Regions from separate parts of the Capsicum annuum genome. Here region 2 is linked to region 1. Evidence: chromatin contacts called from public Hi-C data. All regions are on one chromosome and are shown on one strand. The core of a region is the stretch at or near the end of the contact, and the rest is flanking DNA. Distances in the headings are between cores, read along the strand shown. Region 1 overlaps LOC107863382 (cleavage and polyadenylation specificity factor subunit 1). Region 2 holds the start of LOC107863383 (protein PSK SIMULATOR 1).

Region 1 (7,949 bases), core at 3,232-5,731:
AACATGAATAAAATGTGGTGAAAGGAGCAAAACACGGCCAGTAGTTTGTTTTGTCTATTGATTATTATTAAGATAGGTTGTCCTATATCTATTACTTGTAGTTAGACATGTAATATTTGGTGGCTCAAGCTACAAGGAGAATCAAATAGACTGTTGGGAGGAGCACATAATTTATGTTTTATTGTTTAGAACCTTGTCAGTTTCCATAAATGAAGGATCTAATAGTACAATCCTTTTCATTCTTGGACAAAAGATATCAAACCGTGATACTATTCGGAGTTCTTTGTTTAATTTCCCTAAGTTTCTCAGAAAAATTTATTCTGAACTTTTCTCATGCCTTTTTACCTTCAATGTTGTAAATGTCATAGGTGAAGAACTTTATTCTTCTTGGAGACATTCATAAGAGTATATACTTCATCAGTTGGAAAGAGCCTCAACTTACTTTATTGGCTAAAGATTTTGGTGCTCTTGATTGTTTAGCAACAGAGTTTTTGATTGATGGTAGCACTCTCAGTCTTGTAGTTTCAGATGATCAAAAGAATGTTCAGGTAACTTGTATCTTTATAATTATTTCTATTTTGTCTGTTGTGTTTTCATTTTACTCTGTGATAAAATAAGGTCCTTGAGCCTAATTCAATCCCAAAAGCTAGTTCATGAGGTGAGGTTGTCCAAGACCATATAATGACAATCCATTTCCTCCACACGCCAGACTTACCAACTAGAGTGTGGACAACATAACATGGAGGCCCAACATTGAGACGTCAGAATATGGATGCTCCTAGCTTTGGTACCATGATAAGAAATGAATCTTAGGCCATTACACAAGATTAAAATGAACTGCATTATCACTTTTTGCTATTGGTGTAGTTCTGAGCGTATAGATGATCCTGTGGCTATTGTAGACATACTAGGATCCTTATAAGATGTAGGAGGATCTAGGGATAGCTTTTCTTTTTCCCTTTTTCTCTTTTGCTGTTACTCCACCTCTGGATGCAGGATATGTTGTAAATTTTTTGGATAACAGCCCCCCCACCAAAAAAAAATAAAAAATCTTAGGCCTAACTCAATCCCAAAAGCTAGCTCACGAGGTGAGGGTTGTCCATGACCATATAAGGAGACAATCTTATTTCCTCTACCAATGTGGGACATTTAAACTTTGAAGGCTATTGCTCTTCTGTCTGGGAAACTTTAAGTTCGCAAAATAATAACAACCACCGCAACATACCCAGTGTAATCCCACAAGTGGGGTCTGGGAAGGATGGTGTGTACACAAATCTTACCACTACCTTGTAAGGTAGAGAGACTGTTTTTGAGAGAGAAGAAGTCATGACAAAAATGCTAAAGATGACATGACAAAGCACACTAAAAAATAATCACTACAACAAAATAAATGATACTTGAAGTGCACGAAACATCAAATAATCACAGAAATGGAATAACAAGAAACTCTCAAAGTAATACTACGAGTCTATGATTACTAGTATGAAGGAATAAGCGAGACAACTCTCAACTACCTAACAAGCCATTTGCCCTAACTCGTCTTCTGTAACTTCCTATCTAAGACCATGTCTTTGGTAAGATGAAGTTGCGTCATTTCCTATCTAATCACCTCTGTCCAGTACTTCTTCGACCTACCTCTACCTCTCCTAGAACCATCCGTAGTCAACCTCTCACACCTTAGCACTGGGGCATCCGTGCATCGCCTCTTCACATGCCCGAATCACCTCAATCTCGCTTTCTTCATCTTGTCTACCAGAGAGATTATTCCTAAATTGTCCCGAATATCTTTGGTCCTAATCTTGTTTCTCCTTGTATGCCCACACATCCACCGCAATATCCTCATCCTAAGTTGGCTAGACGAGTTCACTCTAATAGCATTTCTACGTCCAATGTCTAGGATCAGTTGAAAACCCACAAGACTTTCTGATGTAGGTTCACTATAACTTTTCCATCTGATACAAAATTGGATACCTTCAACCTGAGTGTTTGGATTTTGTTTTCTCTATTCAGCTCCCCCCACCTTATTGGTGTTATTATTAAATTTTTTGGTGCTTTCTTTCCTTTGGGTTGGAGAAAGGTGGATGAGTTTGCTACGATATGACTATTCTAATGCATGAAAAAGATGCAAATCAGCATTTGCCACTGAGCATGTCGTTAGCAAATTCAGTTTTGAGTCACAGAAATTTATACTTTCCAAGAATGATCTATAGAGAAGTTTGTGACTGCAATGTAGTCATGGAAAGTATATAGCTGTTCGTACTTGCAATAGTTATTCAGATATATGTTGGCCTGTATCATCAATCTTGCATATAGCATTCTGATTAGGTATCTAGCACAAGGGGCTAATGTCTTTTGTTACTTCCCACTGCTATTATCTTTAGCTATGGCTTGAAGACCTGTAATGTTGTTCAAATTTAATCATTGGATATCTGACTCTAATTTGTTAATATTGCTTAAATGTAGATATTCTACTATGCTCCAAAGGTGTCAGAAAGTTGGAAAGGGCAGAAACTTCTGTCCAGGGCTGAGTTCCATGTTGGTTCTCGCATTACAAAGTTCTTACGCTTGCAGTTGCTTCCCACTACATCTGAGCGAACTGCTACTGCTCCGGGGTCTGATAAAACAAATCGCTTTGCTTCAGTGTTTGGCACGCTAGATGGCAGCCTCGGCTGTATAGCCCCTCTTGATGAACTTACTTTTCGTAGGCTTCAGTCCCTGCAAAAAAAGCTTGTCAGTGCTGTTTCCCATGTTGCTGGACTAAATCCTAGATCTTTCCGCCAGTTCCATTCAAATGGAAAAGCTCATCGGCCTGGTCCAGACAACATAGTTGACTGTGAGCTGCTATCCCAGTAAGTAGTCTCTGGAACCATGAACTATCTAGCACTTCTTTATAGTTTACTCAAAAGTTGTTTTATGTGTTGCCACTTCCCTGTTTAGACAGTTGAGTATGTACCATATTATGTTTGGTGGTACCTTCTCAGAAAAGAAATTATTTTTGATGTTGAGTGAAGAGAAGTATCTTTTCTTCGGATGAGATCGAAGAGCTCCATGCCTACAATAAGTTGTCCTTGAAGACTGATTGGGGGTACTCTAAATCTCACACTCGTTCCTACACGGACATACAAGTCTCGGACAAGATTAAAAGGTCTGGCTAATACATGACCTAATATACTTTCAGGAAAATAGATGACTTAATAATCGTGTAACAACACTAAAATTACCAGTTTCAAAAAAAATAAAAATAAATGTGTAACAACACCTAGGCATTGATTCTAACTGTCTAGTTTAATTTTCCTCTATATGATTTTTAAGTCTATCTTGTCATCTTCCATTCTCATAGTATCATAGGGAGGCCTATGGAGGACATGACTAAATCTACTCTTCTGACCTTCTCCAAGGCTCACCAACGAGACTCGTGGTCTTGATGTTGTGATGAAGTGGAATATATATGAACTGTTATTTGTGAAATTTTTGATATGCGCAGTCTCGCAAAATCTTTTTAACAACGTTGGTCAGCTATAGACTTATAGTAGCATCTGAATTTGTATCATTAGTGTATATATCTTGTTCATTTTGCAGCTATGAGATGCTCCCATTGGAGGAACAGCTTGAGATAGCTCAGCAGATCGGAACCACACGGATGCAAATAATGTCAAACTTTAATGACTTGATCTTGGGTACAAGCTTCTTATAATGTAGCTCTAACGAGGACGTATAGATCAGAAACTAATGTTGCTAATTGAGGCAGTGGGGAACTGGAGCAGTTTAGAAGTCATCTTCGACCAGTTAAAAGTCTTCAGTAATCATCCTCATGGAACTAAGGCGGCTTTAACACCTAACAGCTGTTTCCTCCTGTATCATGAATCCGAAGAACGTTAAAGGAATCATCATTCTTGTCAAGAGCAGCAGCTGCTTCTTAATGGGATTACCCAGAATTCTTGGTTCGCTGTTGTTACCGATGGGTGTACATTAATTAGGCGTATCAACCCGAGGACCATTTATTATGTACTGCTTAAGATGTTAGGTGATGCTTGATCTTCTATAACCCATCATTGCTAACATTGTAGATTATATTATGATGTGTAAGGTTAGTAATACAAAGGGGATGCAGAGCAGAGAGGAAGCCGTTCCAGGTTGATCTTAGATGAAACGAGGTGGTGTACTTGAGGTGATTTTTTGCTCATCAAAACCTGAAATGTAAGCAGTCGAAAATTCTAATTTGTTGATTCTGCTGGTTAACAGTTTGGACCTATGTATAATTTCTAACACGTAGGATATTTTGAATCATCAAGAATATCACTTTCTATTCCAGTTTTTCCTCATTTTCCTTGAAGCATCCTGTGTTTGTAATTAATTGTACGACTACATACAGATTTTACACCGCAGAAAACTGACGTGTGATGGATGGATTAGTGAGAAAGCGCTTGAATCCAAGAAGGAACCCTTGTCCCTTGTTTTGTTCTGTATCCCTTCCTAACTAATGATTGTTAAAGTAGTTCGAAGTTTGGGTTACAGTGTTGGTCGTGTGTGCGCTCAAGATGGTGATGATGGAGGTGAACATTTGGAAACAGTTGGCCTATGGCCAGTCTTAAAGAAGAAAAACATTAGTCTTTATTGCCATGACATCTTAAAAGAGGAGTGGGGTTTAATAGACGCATTACCAAATACTTCTTAGATTGACTCCAACCATACTGAGGTAAAATGGTTCTGCCTGAATATTTATAGGACACGCAGTACTTTTTTCCAAAACAGAAAAAGATGTAATGCAATTGTCTATGAACCTAATAGATACCTGATTATTCATGGTATTTTTACCTAAATCTTACACAAACCTTAAAGCAACATTAAGCTACCAAAATAGATACAGCTAAAAGCCACGACTCCCCACCACTTTTTCCATGAAAGAAAAAAAAAGGAAAAGGAAACGACTAGAAATAAAAAGAAGTCAATATCCATTCATGTAGTTTGGGACAAATGCTTTTGGAAATGTCTAGAAAAAGAGAGACAAAATGCGATGGAGATGAGTGAACTTATAGATAGCATATGGCCTCGTGGTCTCTTCTCCCATGATTAGTTTCTTCCTCTTTTTCCACATTGGAGTCCCATTCATATTACATTATTGTATATAGTCCCAAGTCACTAGATATTGTTGTTATATCTCTTTCAAATGCTACCAAAATAGCCCATCACGAAGTGGACTCTCTAACTCTGAAAAGATCTTAAATTTTGGTCCCATCAAAGGGATATGTGTGGGAAGCAAGATTATCCAGTTGTACTTGAGATAGAGAGAAGGGAGAATTCTATGTTTTAGGATGTACGTGCAATTAGGAATCCTTAATATAGTTTACTAGCATGTACGTGTGTTTTTCAAAATCAGTCGAATTCAGCAAAAACATCAAAATATATAAAGAACTAACAAAAAGTGCATTAGGTACCTTGGTGGATAATACCATGAAACTAGTTATCGTCTATCTTTTTTTCCCCCCTCTTTTCTTTTGTTAACGCTATTTTCAACGACTTAAGCAATTAGCACATTTATTTTAAAAAAAAAAAAAACATATTTACGCATATCATCAAGTAATTCCCTAAGTATAAAGCTTAATGAAAAATTTCAGCCGTTGTCATATTTGCTGCAGACGATATCAAAACTTTTCATGTCGTGAAATGTCATGATGATTGGGTACTTAGTCCTTACAATAGGGAAAGGGCAATTGGTGTTTTTCTAAACCTAGTTAAAACAGAAGTGGAGTGTTAAGTTTTACAAGTAGGTCACCCCAATTGTGGTGGGATGAATAGGATCTCTCCATTATCAATCAGAGGCTCTCTCCATTATCAATCAGAGGCCTCGAGTTTGAACTGGAGAATGAGGATTTTTCTTTGGTAGAAAGCATTTTCCTATTTAATAGGCTCTATGCAATGCGAATCCGAATTAGTTGAAAACTCTGAAGCAGATACAAACACTTGATCGTATATAAAGAAAGTTCCACATTGATTAGTGGAACATGCATTATGGTTTCTTTACGTGGTCTTGGGCTATTTTTCCTCATTAGCTAATTTTCTTAAGTTGCATTAGGCGTACAATCAATTTTTTTGACATAGAAAAATACAATTGACAGTCATTGACAAAGAAGTTATATATATTAGGATTCAAAGTCGTGACACTGAGATTTGACAAGGAAAATAAAAAGAAGACGTTATTATTACACTGTTCCATTGAAGAAGAAAGATAGTAATGCATGCTGCTTATGGAAAATTTTATGCCTTCCTATATGACTCACACGCCAAAATCAATTTATGTCAAAAGTAGTTTTTGCTTTTACGCATGCCCTTTGTCTTCACTTTATTTATTTATTTGTACCTAAAGGGAGAATATAACATTTTGGTCAATGTCCTTTTCTGGATACATTTCACATGCAATTTATTTCTTTTCTATCTTTTTTAAGTTTATTTTCATAAAGGTCAGATATTTGCCTAATTTCTTTTGTATAAAACCCATTTTAACTTTGAATCCTTCATCCCTCCTAAATGTTTGATTGGGATTTGACAATGGTGTGATCGACAAAATTATCACTTTGGATCCTCCCAACAATTTGGTGCTATTTGTAATTCCCCCTATATAATTTTGAGAAAGAATTTTTATTTTATTTTGATGAGTTATACATGTGTGTGAGTTGGTAAGTATATTTTTGGTTGATAATCCATGGGTAATTTGTCGCTACAAATTAAATGATACCTTTACTAAAAAGGTTTACTTATGTATATTACGAGTTAAAAATAATAAAATGCATGATAAATACATGAGTTTAACCCCCTTGACTTTTATCGGAGCGTGATCTACAACCTATTTTTACAAAAGTCAAACGGAATAGTTTCATAACTCGATCTCCTTTTAGGTTTGACTTAATAATATTAACTTTCTCTTGTGGTTTATGATATTACTCTTATCTTCGTAGTCTCTGGTGGTGGTACCTAGCTTTTCCGCTGTATCAAAATACAGGTTGGTAAGTTTGATCGGCAATCCACTAGTAATCTGTTTGCTAAATTCTTGATAGAAAATCTTTTGACTTGCCAATTTTGGTTGTTGTCATGGGTAATTCGCGATTTCTGGCAGTGTATATAAATAATAAAGTATCACAATCGAATTTAATGAAATTGAACTTTGAATTATTTTTCATAAATCCGTAAGTTTCACACGTATAAATAATAATTATGATACGTGCTAATTTGTTTTCATTCCAGCAAAATACCGACCAGACCTACTTATTAGTAATATAATATATATATGTATGTATGTATGAATATGTATATGTATGTATATATATATGTATACTAGTTTATGTGTACGCGCCTTGCACGTGTACCTCACTTTAATGAGTTCAAACATTACATACATTAAATAGGATATTTGCTTAGATAATAAAGATGAATATAATAATTAAATTTAATATCTTTTGAGTATGTAAAGATGGAGAATTTATTTATTAAACCTAATCTTTACTAAAAATATTTTTAAAAGTCGATCGACATTCATCTATACCATCTGTAAATTGCAACAAAACAATACAATGATAGAGACATCAAAATAATACAATTAAATCTAATCTTCACACACAATTTTTTTCTCAAAATTGTCCGACACTCATCTACCATCCGTAAACAATAACAAAATACTACGATAATAGAGATATCAAAATAATACAACTAAATCTAACCTTTACATAAAAAAATTTCTCAAAGCCGACCAACATTTATCTATCACCTGCAAACTGCAATAAAATAATACGATAAAAGTGATATCAAAATAATACAATTAAACTTAAATTTTACACACAAAAAATTCTCAAAGCCGATCGAGATTCATCTACAAACTGTAAAATACCACAAAATAAACAACTAATAGAGATATTACGATAATAAAATCAAACCTAATCTTTATCTAAAAATTTTTT
Region 2 (7,949 bases), core at 2,080-4,579, 61 kb after region 1:
CAAGTTCAATTTGATTTCTACATTTTTAAACTTCTTATCCAATCAAACAAATATACAAAATGAAATATATAGGTATGTTCGATATGAAAAAATGTATTTTTTGTACAATATATTTTTCAAATATTTTAGGAAAATAAGTAATTTTTTACTTATTTTCTTATACTCGATAAGTAATTTTAGGAAAATAAGTAATTTTTTACTTATTTTCTTATACTCGATATACATATGTAACAAAAAACTATGAGGATGAATGTGTTGGGTTCGAAATCGAGAGGGCATCATGCAGAAGCTTATAGTTTGCAAACCTATCATGGTGATAATTCAGACGACAAAGAAAAAAATATTATTGAAAAAGGTTGGTCAAACGACCTACATATTAAAAAACTACAATTGAAAAACCTAAAACCTATTGGGAGAAATCTCCCTCTAAACAAAGATTCTTCAAAGACTACATTGTGAATGCTACTGTGTTATGGTATGAGAAGGAGGTCTTCTATTTATAGATATCCAAAACCTTTCCTTCAAGAAATAGGTTAGCCAAATATGAAAAAGAATTATATTTTCCTTTAGAAAAAGTAAAAGTACTTATGATTACTTTTATTTTCGTTCCAAAAAAAAGTAAAAACTTAATTTTGGTAAGAAAATCAGCACAAAAACCTAACAAATTTGGAATAAGGTGATGAGCGTTATAGTAGGGAGGGGGAAATGGGAAGGAGGAGGGCAGGGGGCGCATGTGGTGGGGGTGGCAGCAGCAAAGGGTGGGCTGGTGCATAGTAATGAGGGTGAGAGGAGACAACATCACTCTTGTTGTCTCTACTCTTGTTGTCTCTACTTTCATTAAGAAAGTCATTTTTCTTATTTTAAATTTTTTTTTTTTTATATCTTTTTGATAAATAAATGATTTTATTTCAACCAGAAGTGCACGTTACAAAGCTAGAACAGGCTGACACTGTTCTCTCAAGGAAATAACTAGGAATAACACTAGTCGCACGCAAGAGAATGAATTGTATAAACTAACTAGAAAACATAAGTCACTCAGCCACGCAGCTAAAGAAGTTTATTTTCTTAAAGAAGTTCTTTTTTTAAAAAAAAATGTTTAACCTATTGAACACGAGAAACTAGGAAACACATTTCTGATAAATATTTTCCTCCATATGAAACATACCTATGAGGCGGAGCTAGCCTATTAAAGGGGTTCAAATGAACTCCTTTCGACAAAAAATTATATTATTAACACATGGCTAAAATGATTTTTATTTCTATATTTTAGATGTTGACCCCTTTCGATGAGTTTTTCTTCAGATTTTGAACTCTTAAACAAAAATCCTGGCTCCGGCTTTGTTAACCCATCGAGTGTAAAATATGAACATTTAGGCTCCATTTTTTTTTTTAAGATTTAGACGTCTGAATCTGAATGCACATCCGAATGATTAAGATGTTGTCTCTAGATCTGAAAACTGAATGATTAAGACTGTTTGTTTTTCAACATCTGAATCAAAAAGGGCAGCCCGATGCATTAAAGCTACCGCTATGCGCGGTATCCGGAAAAAGGCATTAAAGCTACCGCTATGCGCGGTATCCGGAAAAAGGCTCCACCACAAGGGTGTATCGTACGCAGCCTTACCTTGTATTTCTGCCAGAGGCTATTTCCAAGGCTTGAACCCGTGACCTCCTGGTCACATGACAACAACTTTACCAGTTACTCCAAGGCTCCCCTTCTGAATGTGTAAAAAAAATTATTTGTATACATATTAAAATAAAAAATACAATTCAAATAAAAATTTAATTATATATTAAAAAATATGTAATTTAATACAACTAAATTATTAGTATTTGATTGAGAAAAAACATTTATGTTTGTTAGTGATAGTAGAGATGGCTTATAATGATAGTTGTGGAGACAATGATTGATGTTAGTGATTAATAATGTTGGTGGTGATAATTGTGATGGTTGGTATTCTAATGACTGTTATGGCGGTGGCGATTAATGGTGGTGGTTGTTGTTGTGATGTGACGTTGCTTGATGTTAGTAGTTTAAGGTGTTGATTGTGTTAGCTGAAACATGAATGCATGATGATTGACGATGTGTTGGTGCTAGTTAGAGATGTTATTTACTGTGATGGTGGAGATGATTGTTAGTAGAGATAAATTGTAGCGATGGTACTGGTTGAAGTAGTGGTAGAGGTGGCGTTACTAGTGACAATGGTGGTGACGACCAAAGAATGTATAAAGGTTGTGATGTATTAGTGGTAGTTAGTGGTGGTGCTAGTTGTAATAGATGAGTTGGTTGGTAGTAGGGATTGACCGATAGTAGTTGCTGATTGTGGTGTTGTTGACGGCAGTGGTGACGGTGAATATAATTAGAATAAAAGAAGTAGTAGGTATGATAACAGTATTTTTTATCGATGGTGGTTGTGATGGTGGAGGTGGTTGGTGGTGGTAGATGGTGGTGGTGGTTGACAATGGTAACGGTGGCAGAGGTGGTTAGTGATGGTGACTGCTGATTATGAATAGAGTGGTGAATATTATCCAACACCAGAATATCCCTTCAGACCTATTAAGACTTGGATGTAGATCTGAATGATTAAGACCTATTCAGACCTCTTAAGAGTTAAAACCTTAATAAAAAACAAATATATTTTATGGTCTGAAGTCTGAACCATTCAGATTTAGACCTCCATTAAGTGCAAACAAATGAGGTCTTAGCCCACCTAATTGAAAAATAGACAATGTGATGGAGTTTGAAATTCTACAAGTTTTTCAATATATTGTCATGAAGTTTTAAAAGCAATTTAACAATTACAAGACGGAAAAATGGCTATCCCGCACCATTACAACATATTCCCTCATATTTCTTTTTACTTGTCACGTTTATTTTTTTCCTTTAGAGTTAAATTATGTGAATTTTGAACAGTATTGTACAATGTATTATTTCATCAGGTTAATATGAACCAAATGCAACTATAGTATTTTTGAATGTATGCTTGATTTTCGTCAAATCTCTTTGATCATCTTAAAAAATAACCAGAATTTTATCTTGATATGATAAATAGTGAGGCCCGCCTGCAAAGTGTAGTTTTCTTACAATTTTGAAGTAGACTATTTCTTGAGTTTTATCTCCCAAATTTTTCACTCTAAAGTATTAAATTAGTTTAATTCAATTTAGTTTTTGAAAATGATCGAATTGATTTTCCTAAGGTGAAATATGATAGGTGAAAGTGAGCGATAGAGCATTTACACCGAGACTCTGAATTTATACCGAAAGACGAAAGTAGATTAATATATGGTTTATAGTTGGAAAACAAAAGAGTAATGAATACCACTTCCATTTGATAGCAAGTGGACATCAAGTTGAAAGAGACAAATTACCCTTTTGCTTAGTAATTTAAACCACGCTCTGTCATTGAATCTGGGACTTTCCCACTAATATTTTTATTCCATCAACATGATATCCTATATCCCGCCCCTCCCACAAATACAAATCTCTATATTCACAGTAATGTCTCTGATTTTTTCTTAATAGACGTATCTCTAATGCTCTCAACATCCCACGAGCCTTCAAAGCACTTTGCATTTATCATCTTCTTCTCCACACCCTCCATTCTCCAATTATTTCCCCTTCTAGTCGTCCCTTTCTCTTTGTTTTCCTCTCGACTCTCTCTCATTTAACCCATTCCATTTCTCCTTCTTAGTACTCCTTACTCAAAAACCCAATTTACATTATTCTAAATATTAGTCATGGCACTTGAAACATGGTTAATTAAGGTGAAAAAAACTATAGCACACAGTTTGGATACAGTGCGATCAACCAGTGCGCCGCGCCCAAAGCTCGCGGCGATCAAGAAATCCAGTGTTGGAGTTTTAGCATTTGAGATCTCTGGTCTTATGTCAAAGCTTCTACATTTATGGCAATTTCTGTCAGACAAGAACATGATCCGTATCCGCAATGAGTCAATCTCCCTGGAAGGCGTACGCAAGATTGTATCAAACGATGACGCCTTCCTTATTGGCCTTGTCTGTGCAGAAATTGTCGAGAATTTAAGGCTGGTTGCCAAGTCTGTTTCAAGAATCAGTAAAAGATGTCAAGATTCACATCTCAGGAACTTTGATCGTTACTTCAATGAATTCTCAAACACGGGCCGTGATCCTTACAACTGGGTTCTTAGCTTGAAGGACATGGAGTCAAAAATCAAGAGAATGGATCAGTATGTTACTACTACCGCCTTGCTACATCGACAAATGGATGAGATTTCAGTTCTTGAGAATAGTTTAAGGAAAGCTTCGAATTCCCAGTTCAAAGATTCTGATATTTCAGTTAAAGAACAGAAGATTCTTGAACTGCGACAGAAGTTTCTGTGGCAGAAACAAGAAGTTAAGTACCTGAAAGAAAGATCTTTATGGTGTCGTAGTTTCGATACAGTAACGTCTCTGCTTGCTCGATCCATTTTCACTTCTCAAGCAAGGATCAAATTTGTTTTTGGTATGAGCAATGGATATCCAAATTCTCTCCCACGTAGTCTCTCTGCTTCAGCAACTGTTTATCCTTCAGAAAACCATAACACGTGCAATTTCGTGTCTGGGCCATTGGTGAATCCACCAATACTTCATGACAAGAATGTTTCAGATCATGATTTTTTCGAGTCTAATACTAAGGTACTTAAACCACCTTCGAGTACTTTGGGTGCGGCTGCACTTGCTCTACATTATGCTAATTTGATCATTGTTATGGAAAAAATGATACGATCACCACAACTAGTTGGTGTTGATGCTAGAGATGATTTATACTCCATGTTGCCAAATAGTATACGATCATCGCTAAGATCAAGACTAAAAGGCGTTGGATTTTCGGCTAGTGATCCAGTTCTTGCTAGTGAATGGAAAGATGCCCTGCAGAAGATATTAGGATGGTTGTCACCTTTGGCACATAATATGATCAAATGGCAAAGTGAAAGGAGCTTTGAACAACAAAATTTAATTCCAAAAACTAATGTCCTCTTGCTGCAGACTTTGTATTTTGCAAATCAAGAAAAGACTGAAGCTGCCATAACAGAGCTGTTAGTGGGGTTAAATTATATTTGGAGGTTTGAAAGAGAAATGAATGCTAAGGCGTTGTTTGAGTGTACCAACTTCAACAACTTCTTGAATTTGAAGCGTTCAAGTAATTAAGCCTTCCAATTTCTTCTAAGTAATTTTCTTTGATTTCATTAATAGATATATAATTTGAAGGATTGTTAGATGGAAACTCCTTTAAAAAATCTGTGAGGGGTATGTTTTGTTTTAACCCAAATCTGTATATCAGTTGTAGACTACTATAAGATTGAGTCAAGATTTTCAAGCCCATCGAGATCCGAGAAATGTTGTATGAATAATTTTGCATTTTGCAGGCATGTGAACATATTCTTTAGATGCTATAATTGTGGTAACACATGGAATCCAGTTTGATTAGGTCCTAGCTTACAAATCTGAGAAAATATTGTTTACTTACATTAGAATTAAAGAATACTAGTAGATGATACTTACAAATTAAAGAAGTTGGTTGCTGATATGATTGGTAATAGACTAGTGGTCCCTCATTTATGTTGAGTAGGAAGATTAAACAAACAAATTCCTACTTTGGATACTCATGTAGGATCTGATCTTTTTTTGGCTTCAAACTGTGATTACATAAAATTCTCTTCTAACCCCACGCACCTTCCAAAAAAAGTGAGTTTAACTTCTAACAAGTATGTAAATTCTTTTTTACTCATAATAAGTAGAACTAGTTTTATGAAACTAATTATCTGAAAAATCAGATAAACAACCTGCTATAACAAGTTAGATTAGGCAAGCTGTTGGCGAAAAAATCTTTACACTACCGGTGCATATGCATAAAATTCAAAGGGAGTAATGAGTGCTCTAATGCTAAGTTGTGCGGACTCTTCATTTTCAATGTTGCATTATTTTTGGAGAATCCAACATGCAACTGTTGAGATTTTTGAAAAGTCCAAGTAACATAACTCTAATAGAGTTCAATGAGACGGGCAGCAACAAAGTGAACATGCACGAAAACAGGGACAAGAGTTTGCCATATCCTGTGAATGGGGTAGGCCATTGTTGTATTTCACTCTGTCCAAATGGATATGCACAAAAAAGAGTTGAAATGGGACCTTGGAAAATTTATTACCTGGAAAACATGGAAACAAGCAACTTGTGATATGCATACATTGCTGGGGAGACTGATCATAAACTTATTAAAGCCATTGCCTTGTTTATTGTGGGGTGACCCCACTTCTTGAATTGCCTAATATTTTTATTTAGGTTTTAATGCATCAACTTATGAGTTGGTGGATCAGAATATTCAAGATCACATAGTTGGGATTGAATTTTGATATTGTGACATCCACCCTCTCATCTCTCCATTAATTTTTTTCTTTTCTAAATTTCCTCTCCACCCCAAAATTTTCCCCATTGATTTCTTTTTTGTTGCGCTTTCACAATCTTTAGCTGTTGACACAAGATAAACTGGTGTGATATGATTTACTGGTAAAGTATCTCCACACTTGTGTTAAGGAGTTAGAAAATTTCTAATCATATGATTTCTCGTTGAATAGGTTAAAAACTCGTGAGCTATTTCATATCTTAATTATTGGGTTCGAAGGAACCCCATTCGATACCCCTGATCCTCCCCCTAAGAATAACATTTTATAGAGAAAATTTGACTCTTTGATCTAGAACTACATTCTATTCGGGTGATCGAGGTGCATGGGTTGCCATTTTAGTTGCTTCTATTTAAACTTTAACCAGGGTTTGCATATTATATGTATTGCAAATTTATTCAACACTTCTAAAAAAGTATAAACTGTGCAATTTAAATTTAAGGATAAAATTTTATGACATATGCATCATTTTGACCACGAAATAGTAAGAAAACTACGTTAAAGTGATCACTATATATGACTATTGCTTCTTTCTTGTTCCTTCTTATAATTGAGCTTTAGGACCCAAATCTAAAGTTTGAACTTGTAGCGATTCAATTGGTCATTAGTGTTGGGTTATTGAGTCTTTTTTCCTTCCTATGTGGATAAATGGAGCCAATTTGGACCAACCCACTTTTGCCCATAGGCCCATTACTATGGGGCATATATATTAATCTTTTTAGGTCTTATTCACCATCACAAAAAGAGAGTTTTCAGCAACCAAAGAGAGAAAAACAAAATTGATTTTCGTACCTAAATTCCAGTCACAGCTGTTTGCGATTCCCGCTTCGTTTCTTGTCTGATTGAGTTGATTTTTGGACTTCTTGTTCCTCTCATATCAATCTTTGATTAGAAAATGACGGAGCTTGATTTGGTGGCCTGTAGCTCCTGTTCTTCATTCCCGAACAGTAGCTGCATTTTTTGTGCTTTCACTCCTTTATTTCTCCAGTGTTTGGTGTTGTGGTTTATGTATTGTTTCTTGTTGTTTAGCACTTGTTTTGTGGCCATTTTGGAGAAAAATATTGTAACTACTTGGTGATTATAGTGAAGGTTTGGTCCCGTGGTTTTTACTGTTCACACTGAAGGGTTTTCCACGTAAATTTAGTGTCTTCTGTGATTGTCTTTGTTCTTGTCCTATCGTATTTGTGTAGTAATTTATTTGCTACCATATTACTTTGTTTTGCTTGATTTGCTTGTCTTCTCTTAGTTCAAATTGGAAGGGAAAGTTTAGACTTGGGTATTCTTTCGCTGCTACCTTGTCGGGTTCTTTCATAGTGCCCCTGTCTTTCCCAACAAAGTGGTATCAAAGCGTTGGTTGTTATTGATTGTTGATTTGAATGATGGAGGCAAATATGAGCAAGATGGTGTGTTTGAATGATAGTAACGATCATACTTGGAAAGGCAAGATGAACGATTTTCTATTTGTCAAGAAAATGCATCTACCTGTGTTTGTGTCTACTAAACCTCAATCCATGAAAGATGAGAATTGGGAAT

What was found. A called contact is a pair of places that touch in the nucleus more often than the background predicts.
Region 2: a contact with region 1 is called in a Hi-C map of bud, with 4 times the contacts expected there. The contact joins the promoter of LOC107863383 here to the enhancer-like site in region 1. A contact is called at or near these places in 3 of 5 Hi-C or Micro-C datasets (bud, leaf and placenta).

Annotation. Positions count from the first base shown.
Region 1 is chr3:186,511,225-186,519,173 of UCD10Xv1.1, forward strand. LOC107863382 (cleavage and polyadenylation specificity factor subunit 1) reads left to right here. Exons shown (of 26, transcript XM_016709275.2): 24 at 369-548; 25 at 2,464-2,849; 26 at 3,580-4,311. The coding sequence ends at 3,694. Among protein-coding and RNA genes, the nearest start is that of LOC107863382, 39 kb to the left of the region's middle. Within about 2 kb of position 4,482, at least 5 of the 5 cell types and tissues checked have an H3K27ac peak or open chromatin away from gene starts, as enhancers often do. A contact at or near this core is called in bud and leaf, where this site is marked.
Region 2 is chr3:186,572,977-186,580,925 of UCD10Xv1.1, forward strand. LOC107863383 (protein PSK SIMULATOR 1) reads left to right here and starts at 3,330. Exons shown (of 1, transcript XM_016709277.2): 1 at 3,330-5,338. The coding sequence starts at 3,739. The coding sequence ends at 5,166.